Linked DNA regions of Zea mays: region 2 is linked to region 1. Evidence: chromatin contacts called from public Hi-C data. All regions are on one chromosome and are shown on one strand. Each heading gives the region's core, a stretch centred on a gene start, on an enhancer-like site or on the middle of the called end of the contact. The rest is flanking DNA. Distances are from core to core; before and after follow the strand shown.

Region 1 (4,180 bases), core at 1,197-3,696:
CAGCTAGGGACAAGTCCAAGTTGACACCACGGTCGATCATAGAGAAACCTACCGACGCAAGATTATTTATCAAAAACCGTAGCTTTACATCACCTTTCATATCACATCAGCAGCACAAGAATGTGCTGGCTAATCGAACCATACGAAGGGGTGTCAACCCCACACACTCTAGAAGGCGTGGCTAGTTTCTGGTTTTTTAAAAAAAAGGTTAACGAAGTGTTTGGTCGTCCCTTTCAGCTATCTCTTGCATGCGTCTCTTTGCTAGAAATTTCTCCATCCCCAATCTTGTGCCAATCAACAAAATACTTTAGTACTGACCGGCCCTAGCTGGCCCTTATCTCTATTTCTAGTCACCAAACAAAGCCAACTGAAATTGGCCGGCTCTAATAATCAAGTTAATTAACCCACGCTGCGCTCGGCCGGTCTAAGCTTCCCACATGCCACAAAAAAAAAAAGAAAACTCTACGCTAGACAGGTCTCGCCATGCGTCACCTACTTGTCCTTTTATTGAAGGCAACATATCCTATGTAAAAGGTTCTCCTGTGTAAACATGCTAAAACGTCTTAACAACCTTTGGATCCAGAATCAAAGGCTAATCTTAATCCCACCTAATAATCTTGTGTTTTTTCTAAAGAACCCCCTCCTGGTAATCTGGTGCGGTGGCGGTTAGGTGAGATTAAAATTAGGCTTTGATTCTGGATCTAAAGGTTGTTAAGGCGTTTTAGCATGTTTACACAGGAGAACCTTTTACACAGGATACATTGCCTTTATTAAAAGACTCATGCCTACGTGTACTTAAGCCACCAGTAGTTAACTAATCCTACAAGCTTCAAAAAAAAAACTAATCATACAAGCAACAACACATGATCCGAAGATGATGCAAGCCTAGATTTTTAAGAACCTCGTCTCATGCAATCAAAGGCCCAACTGATAGTCTTCGAGAAAAGATGATGAAATCACAGTTAAACTGTGAATAATATATAGCCTGATGAGTTGAATCATATATACTGTACTGGACTACTTAACGATGAGTTCAACAGGAATTGAGCAGGGGAAAAAAACATGGAGATGGAAAGGTCAGACGACGTGCATCTGCAGTTTTGTTAGCTATAGGCTTGTCGACTAGATCAACTGAGCTGGTGCTGCGTACATGCATCCATCCACATGACATTGACGATTAGGTTAATCTTTTGCGCTCGCCATTAAACTAAACTAATATAGCTCTAGTTGCTCGTCTGGAGACATCCTATCAAATCCGTTCTACATGCCTCCCGTACAATCATGGATTACTTTATATATATATATATGGCCGATGCTTTGCCAAATGGGGTGACTCCATAATGATCCATGTATAGTAGGGGCATAACATAATTTTATTAGCTTCGACTAGGGTTAACCCCAGTTCGTAGCCAACCTAGCCTAATCCACTTGGATATATATGATGTGAATGCGATGCGAGTATGATAAGCTAGCCTACGACAGCCCGTCGACGCGACATGCATATTATTATAGACAGGCGGGATACATGCATATATATATATATATATATATATATATATATATATATATATATATATATATATATATATATATATATATATATGCATGTATCCCGCCTATATATATATATATATATATATATATATATATATATATATATATATATATATATATATATATATATATATATATATATATATATATATATATATATACACACACATTGATTCAGTTCTTGTTGTGGGTTTGCTTTGTACTATATTGTTAGGTTATGCAGGAGTCAAGTTGCCGTTGATAGGAGAGCGTGCATGTATATGTATATATACTTGTACTATACAAATTCAGTAACGAAAGGCGACCAATGGTATACGCACGACGTAACCGTCGATGGTTATTCTATATATGTCTAGGATACAATTTATCACCGACAATTGTGCCTTATAATACGGTCTCCAGAGGCGGAGAACGGGGGTGGAACGAAGAAGGGGACCAACGAGACCAGCTAGTGGGGGCGAATAGAAAACTTGCCAAATAAAAAAATAGCAGGTAACCCCCCACTTAATAATACTATATGTGATACGAATCTTAGGATGATCTATATATCATCATCCACCTCCCTGTGGAGGCGCCACTCCACTACTGTGCACATGTTGACTCGCTAATCCTTGTTAGTTTAGGTACGTTCCAGGGATTAACAAAAGCTAATAATCTTTGTTAGTCTAGTCGCACTCGCACCGCATGTACCAGTACCAGTAAACAAAACCCCTAGCGTAAAGCGCAGGCGTACGCGGCCCCTAACCCTATTGGCATGCATGCATGAGCATGAATGACTGCGTGCGTTTCGTACGTGGCTGCTACCGCCGATGCAGCCAATGGGAGATCAGGGAGTGCAGGCCACGTGTTGAGGTTCCGTTGGCTGGGGGCGGTCCAACCGCGGCGCGAAACGTGGACGCCGGAGTTTCGATGCATGCGGAGCCTACGTGGCCCCGCCGCTGGACCGGCCCAGAAGCGTGGGCCCCAGCGAGCGCGATCTCGATGCGGGGGGATTCTCCGGACATTACCATAAAAAGAAAATTCTGTCACTTCTGTTCACGGCACTGTTTTTACGTAAGTAGTACTCGTATTCGTTTATTTATCTATTATATAATTATCCAGCTCTCGTCCGTCAGTGCTTGTCCACCGGAATGGCAGAAGCAGGTTACGTAATTTACCCTGTCGGCCTTATAGATAAATAATAAATAATATCAAGCTAGCTTGATGCATGGTTTTGGTGCCTGCTAAGGCCTTGTTCGGTTATTCCCAATACACATGGATTGGATGGGATTGGAAAAAATTCTTAAGAAATTTGACTTGTTTGGGATTCAAACCCATCCAATCCCACTCAATCCACATGGATTGAGAGCTAACCGAACAAGCCCTAAATTAAAATAAAGTTGGCAAGACCAAGAACCGATGGACCATATTGTCGACACGCAAGCCCCCAACCCAACGGGGAAGGCACACGCTGAGCATGCAAACGACAGAGGCTCATAGCGCACGTATGCCGGTCACTTGGATCGATCTCTGCAAGGCAAGGCAAGTACATGGCACATATTGTCGCATGCTTTTCTGGTCCCGATTGACAAGTGAGTACCGGCCCGGCCGGAACACCACCCACCATCTGTGCTGGACGCCTGGACTGCTGGTGACTGGTGCGCACTCTCTCGCTCCGACGAGACGCGCGCCTCAACGTGTGTGCCCGTGCCAGGTGCTGCCGCGTCCAAATCACTACCGGAATTCGCGCCTTTGCCGAGTGCCGGTGGCTTTGCCGAGTGCTTTTTATCGGGCACTCGGCAAATCCGGCTTTGCCGAGTGCCGCACTCGGCAACGTCCTGCGCTCGGTAAAGAGCTAGTTTACCGAGTGTAGGACACTCGGCACAGCCGAGCACTCGGCAAAGACTTCTTTGCCGAGGGTCAAGCACTCGGCAAACATGGCTCTCGGCAAAGGGCCGTTAGCGGCCGTCTACAACTGACGGCCGTCAGTTTTTGCCGAGTGTCAAATATCTGGCGCTCGGCAAACATAGTCTTTGCCGAGTGTCCTCTGTAGACACTCGGCAAAGCATATTTTAATTTTTTTTATTTTGGTCACCAAAATTTTTGTGGTATGTTTCTACACTATGTAGACCTACATGTACCATTTTGGGACAATTATAACAGTTTTTTCTATAGCTAGTACATTTAGTTTGTTTATTTGAATTTCTTCGGAAAATTCAGATTTGAACTGCAGGTCACTCGAAACTTGGAAAACCGTGAATGCAAAAATGATATCCATGCTACATAGCACAAGTTACGACCGATTTCAGGAGCGAACCGGAAACTTCGAGCACCATGCTCACTCAACATGACCGTAAACTTGCCATCCAGGTGTTTAAAAATTGTATAAAACAGAAACAAAGTCAGAAAATCATGAACCCTGTCCACGTGTCATGATATCATATGTAGAGGCTGTGATAAAAATTTGAAAAAGTTTCGAGAAAGCTGTAACGCACTATGTGTACAAACCTAAGAGATCCACATTGAAACTCTATGATTTCATGTGTGGTTCTCTTAGGTTTCTACACATAGTGTCTCACAACTTTCTCCAAACATTCTAAATTTTTTATCACAGACTCTACATATGATATCATGACATGTGGACAAG
Region 2 (4,180 bases), core at 1,110-3,609, 640 kb after region 1:
CGGTTCACATTTTTCTGATGACGTGGACGTCCTGGTTGGCCTCGTTTCGAACCGCGTTTGTAATATAGGAAATTTGATTCTTTATTCTTAATTATATAGTGTTCTGGTTTTTCTGCATAAATAGATATTTTTAACAACACATAAAATTATGTATAGGTATGCAGTAAAACACTTTATTATCTAGAATGAGTGTGGAGTAATTGTTTCATAGATGATAGATGAAACATAAAACTGGTATTAGAGCACCTCCAAGAGATACTCTTTATTTTTTAATCTATATTTGAATATCTATTTATCTTTTTATAAAGACTACACTTTTTATATAGCATTTAACTCCAACATACTATCTATCTATTTTGGCTAGTTAGGTGACTAGTCAAGTTTGGTTAGTGAGAGAGCTAATTTGAAAGTCAGATAGCTAGTCTGTTGGAGATTTATTTTGATGTTGATTTACCAAAATTTGGCTTGACGAGTCATTTAGCTAGCCTTAGCTAGCCTCTTGCAGATGATCTTGGTGCCAAGACCATACTCAGTCTTTAAAATACTTCCCTGACATCATGAAATGAACTATAGCTTGGTAAAAGTCTTCCCAATAAACTGACGATAAGAAAATGAGGAAACGTCAGGTTCAGTTAAGACTTAGGAGTAGGGACACGGGCACACGGCAGTGCTCCACGCCACAGCTGTTCCCGGACAACGTTTCCTGTGTGCGCAGCGACTACCTCACAACAACGGCGAACGGCTAGTCCTGCGAGCCGGTGGCTCACGGTCTTTTCCCTGTTAGGGCATGTACAGTGGAGAGACACCAAAACGGTTCTCCAAGCACAGGAGACAACTAAGAGACTATATTGTACAATGGAGTGTCTATAAACGTAGTTTATTAATAAATACAGAATTAAATGTATTTATATAGCATCAGATCGATAGAACAGACGACAAATTTGTATAGTGGGAAGTGAGGCGTCTGTTGTTACTTGGTTTACGAGCCAGAGGCGTCTCTTCACGGAGAGACGGCTCTAAGATTTTTTTGCAAATAACCCCCTAAAACACCTTAAGAGCTCCCACATTAAATACCACTGTACATGCCCTTAACTTAATCTCGTTCCCAGGCAAATGTAAAACAGTTTCCTGCTCATGGTCAACCGTAGCAGCCAGAATTATTCTTCCCCGTCTAAAAGGTTGCGAAAATTCGCGGACTCTTCCAATTCCAATTTGGAGTGCTGGATCCTTGCAAGTATTTTTTCCAGATAACAATTCATGAAAACATTATTTTTTTCCTCTCAGTATAATCGCCCACCTCCATCTGTTTTTTGAAAACTTGTCGGCATCTGTCTTTTGCTTCACTGTTTATTATTTTTATTTTAATAGCTTTATGTATGTACTCGCTTCCTCTTATTTTCTTTTTCTATTAAGCGAGAGGTAGATTCCGAGGGCAAACAAAAAAAAGGGAGGCCATTTCCAGAACCTTCCGCCTATCTGAAATCTTATCTTCCCAAGTTTTGCACGGCTCTGTTTTAACCCTCCTAAGAAACTTTACATTCAGGTTAGCCAAAAGGTAAAAATAAAAACGAGAAAAAAAGATAGGGGCTAATCCCCTGGGTGCGGCCGCACGCACGGGGGACGCGTCATCAGACGGCGGGCATGGACTCGTGGCGCAGCGCCGCGAGATCCGACGGCGCGCACGCGTCGTCGCCGAACGCGAACAGGCCGGCGCCGAAGACGTCGTCGTCCCACGCGGCGGCGGCGGCGGCCGCGGCGGCAGCCTCGGGCGAGTAGCCACCGAAGCCTCCGTCGATCTCGTCGTCGAAGCCCCAGATCTGGCCGTAGAGCGCGGCGGCGGGCTCCGGCGGGCCGGCGAGGCCGGCCTCCTCCGAAGAGGCGGCGGCGGCGGATCCCGCCGGCGGCAGCCCCAGCTCGTCGTCCGAGGCCTCGAGCAGGAACCCCAGCTCCGGCTGCTGCGACGGCGCCGCCTCCGCGGCCTCGTCGAAGCTGGCTATCTCCTCCTCCAGGCTCCGCATGACGGACGCCAGGTCGCCGGCGGCCGCCGCTTCGGTGTCGTCGTCGAGCATGTCGAGCAGGTCCTGCGGCCGCAGCCTCTTGGCGTCGGCCTCCGGCCACACGGCCTCTCCGGCGGCGGCGGCGAGGTCGACCGCCTCCCGCGCCCGCTTGTGAGAAGAGGTCTCCATGGAATAAGTTGGAGGAAAGGAAGCGACTCTCTCTCTTTTCTTTCTTTTCTTGCTCCTCCTTCCTCTCGCTGTGTATAGTACACGACGTAGCAAGCAAGCCAAGGCAGGCAGCTAGCTAGGCCAGGCGAGACGAGCGCGTTAACGCGAGGGCAAAGACGGAAGAGTACAAAAAGCGAGGTGTTGTGCGCAGCGTCGCCGAGTTCGGGGCCACCTTATATAGCGTTGCACGCGGTGGGCGGCTCTGCGGACGACGTTTCTCGCAGGGGGGTTTCCGGAAAAAAGTTTGCTCGGGCGGTTTTGGTTTGGTCGCCAGTGCGGTGGTGCATCGAGGTCTATAGTTATCAGCTCAGGTACCTCCCGGAGCTGGCGGGCGGGCGGTGTAGTTTGAGAGTTTCGTCGGGTGCCAGAGGTATTGTCCACACGCTCCCGTGGCGGCCCGTTGATGCGAATAACCAGAGCAGGCACCATACCATGGACGACCGCTCGAGTAGTCGAGTCTCGTGTTCCAGGCTTCCAGCCAGCACTCTCGCCCCGCTGGCGTCAGACCTCAGAAGTGCATTTTTGTTCGGTTGCCTATTTTCTCTCGCCTGCTTTTGTGCCTTTGCTGGTAGGTGACGGCAGTGCTTGTTGAGTATAATTCTTCAAACCTGAACGTGTGGCTGCGTATAGATTCAATTGAATACAGACCGGCCCAAGTTGCAGTTATATTTCCGTTACCTATGAGTGATTTCTGATATTTTGAAACCTTGTAAGGCCTTGTTCGTTTCTATCGGATTGGTGGGTCGGAACGATTCCTGACCGGATTGGTTCTCTAATTTATATAAACTTTGATTAGCTGGAATTATTCCGGGTGCAATCCGATGGAAACGAACAAGGCCTAAATGAATTTAAAAAATGGCATGGACGGGGATGTGTGCGTGTCTGGCTGCCTGCCTGCGTGAGGCTTGCCATCCCATCTGGAAGTGCGTGGGCGTGGCCGCGTCTCCGTCCGCGCGCGCCTGCCTGCCTGCTTTTATTTGTCCACGCCCTGGACTGGATGGGTGGATTGGGGCGTGTGTGGTGGTTGAACGGCGACGGCCTGCAGCGGTCCAGTCAGTCTCCCCCCTTCGATATTTCTGGCACTGCTTTTTTTTAAAACCTTTGAAAAGCCACCTGTGTGTCTGGCTGGCTGTACTGGTCAGTGGCGATCTTTATCCCGGGCGGCGGGTCTCTTTTTAGTCAGGCCGACGAGTTGGACCCAGCTATATTTTTTAAAAAAAAGGTTTATTCTCTCCCATCTGGAAAAAGATTTCGAGGGCGTGCCTGCTCGGTGCGGACAATAATAACTGGGTGAAAAGATGTTGGTTCTGAACCTCACAGAATTTCATTATTAATTTCATTTTCTTTTTTTTGTCGCCGCATGCACTGCTACGCATATAGCACTACTCAATAACAAAATTTATAAACTAAAGAATTATATAGCTACTACTAAGGGGAAAAGTGCATATCGGTTCCATTCCTGTAAATTCTGCATTTGGGAAGGGCTGTGCCTTGAGATTCGACGCGCGCCGTACGCAATGAATGACCGCAGTTCCGGGGACCGGGAGCCAAGCCAACCCGACCCGGTCGACCCGAATGTACGGTGCGCCCAACCACCCTTTTTATTTATTTAGGGACAAAGGCCACGCTCCGAAGCAAAGCAGGCACACCAAGCATGTGACCCAACCGTCCCGAGCATCTGCGAGGCCCGGCTTCTCCCGGGGTGCGCGGCGCAAAACGGGGTGGGCCACACGAATTGACCCGGCTAGGGGCACTTTTGCGAATACATCTAAGTAACCGGGAGAGGCGCGGGATAACGAATCGTGGCGGGGGGGTCTTTACGCAAAAGGCGCGGGAGCGTCGAGATCGGGATTCTGGGGCCAACAGTCACGGGCGCGTTGCCTTTTTTTTCTCTCTCCATTTCCCACCCCAGTTTCCTGATTTAAATTCGATTCCTGGGTTCCGCTATCAGCTGC

Evidence for each region. A called contact is a pair of places that touch in the nucleus more often than the background predicts.
Region 2: a Hi-C map of leaf shows a contact between it and region 1, with 8 times the contacts expected there. The contact joins the promoter of LOC100278084 here to the enhancer-like site in region 1. A contact is called at or near these places in 2 of 25 Hi-C or Micro-C datasets (endosperm and leaf).

Annotation. Positions count from the first base shown.
Region 1 is chr3:21,984,250-21,988,429 of Zm-B73-REFERENCE-NAM-5.0, forward strand. No RefSeq gene overlaps it. Among protein-coding and RNA genes, the nearest start is that of LOC103649831, 5.5 kb to the left of the region's middle. Within about 2 kb of position 2,447, at least 18 of the 20 cell types and tissues checked have an H3K27ac peak or open chromatin away from gene starts, as enhancers often do. A contact at or near this core is called in endosperm and leaf, where this site is marked.
Region 2 is chr3:22,626,704-22,630,883 of Zm-B73-REFERENCE-NAM-5.0, forward strand. It overlaps LOC100278084, which reads right to left and starts at 2,360. Exons shown (of 1, transcript NM_001151477.2): 1 at 1,488-2,360. The coding sequence starts at 2,186. The coding sequence ends at 1,629.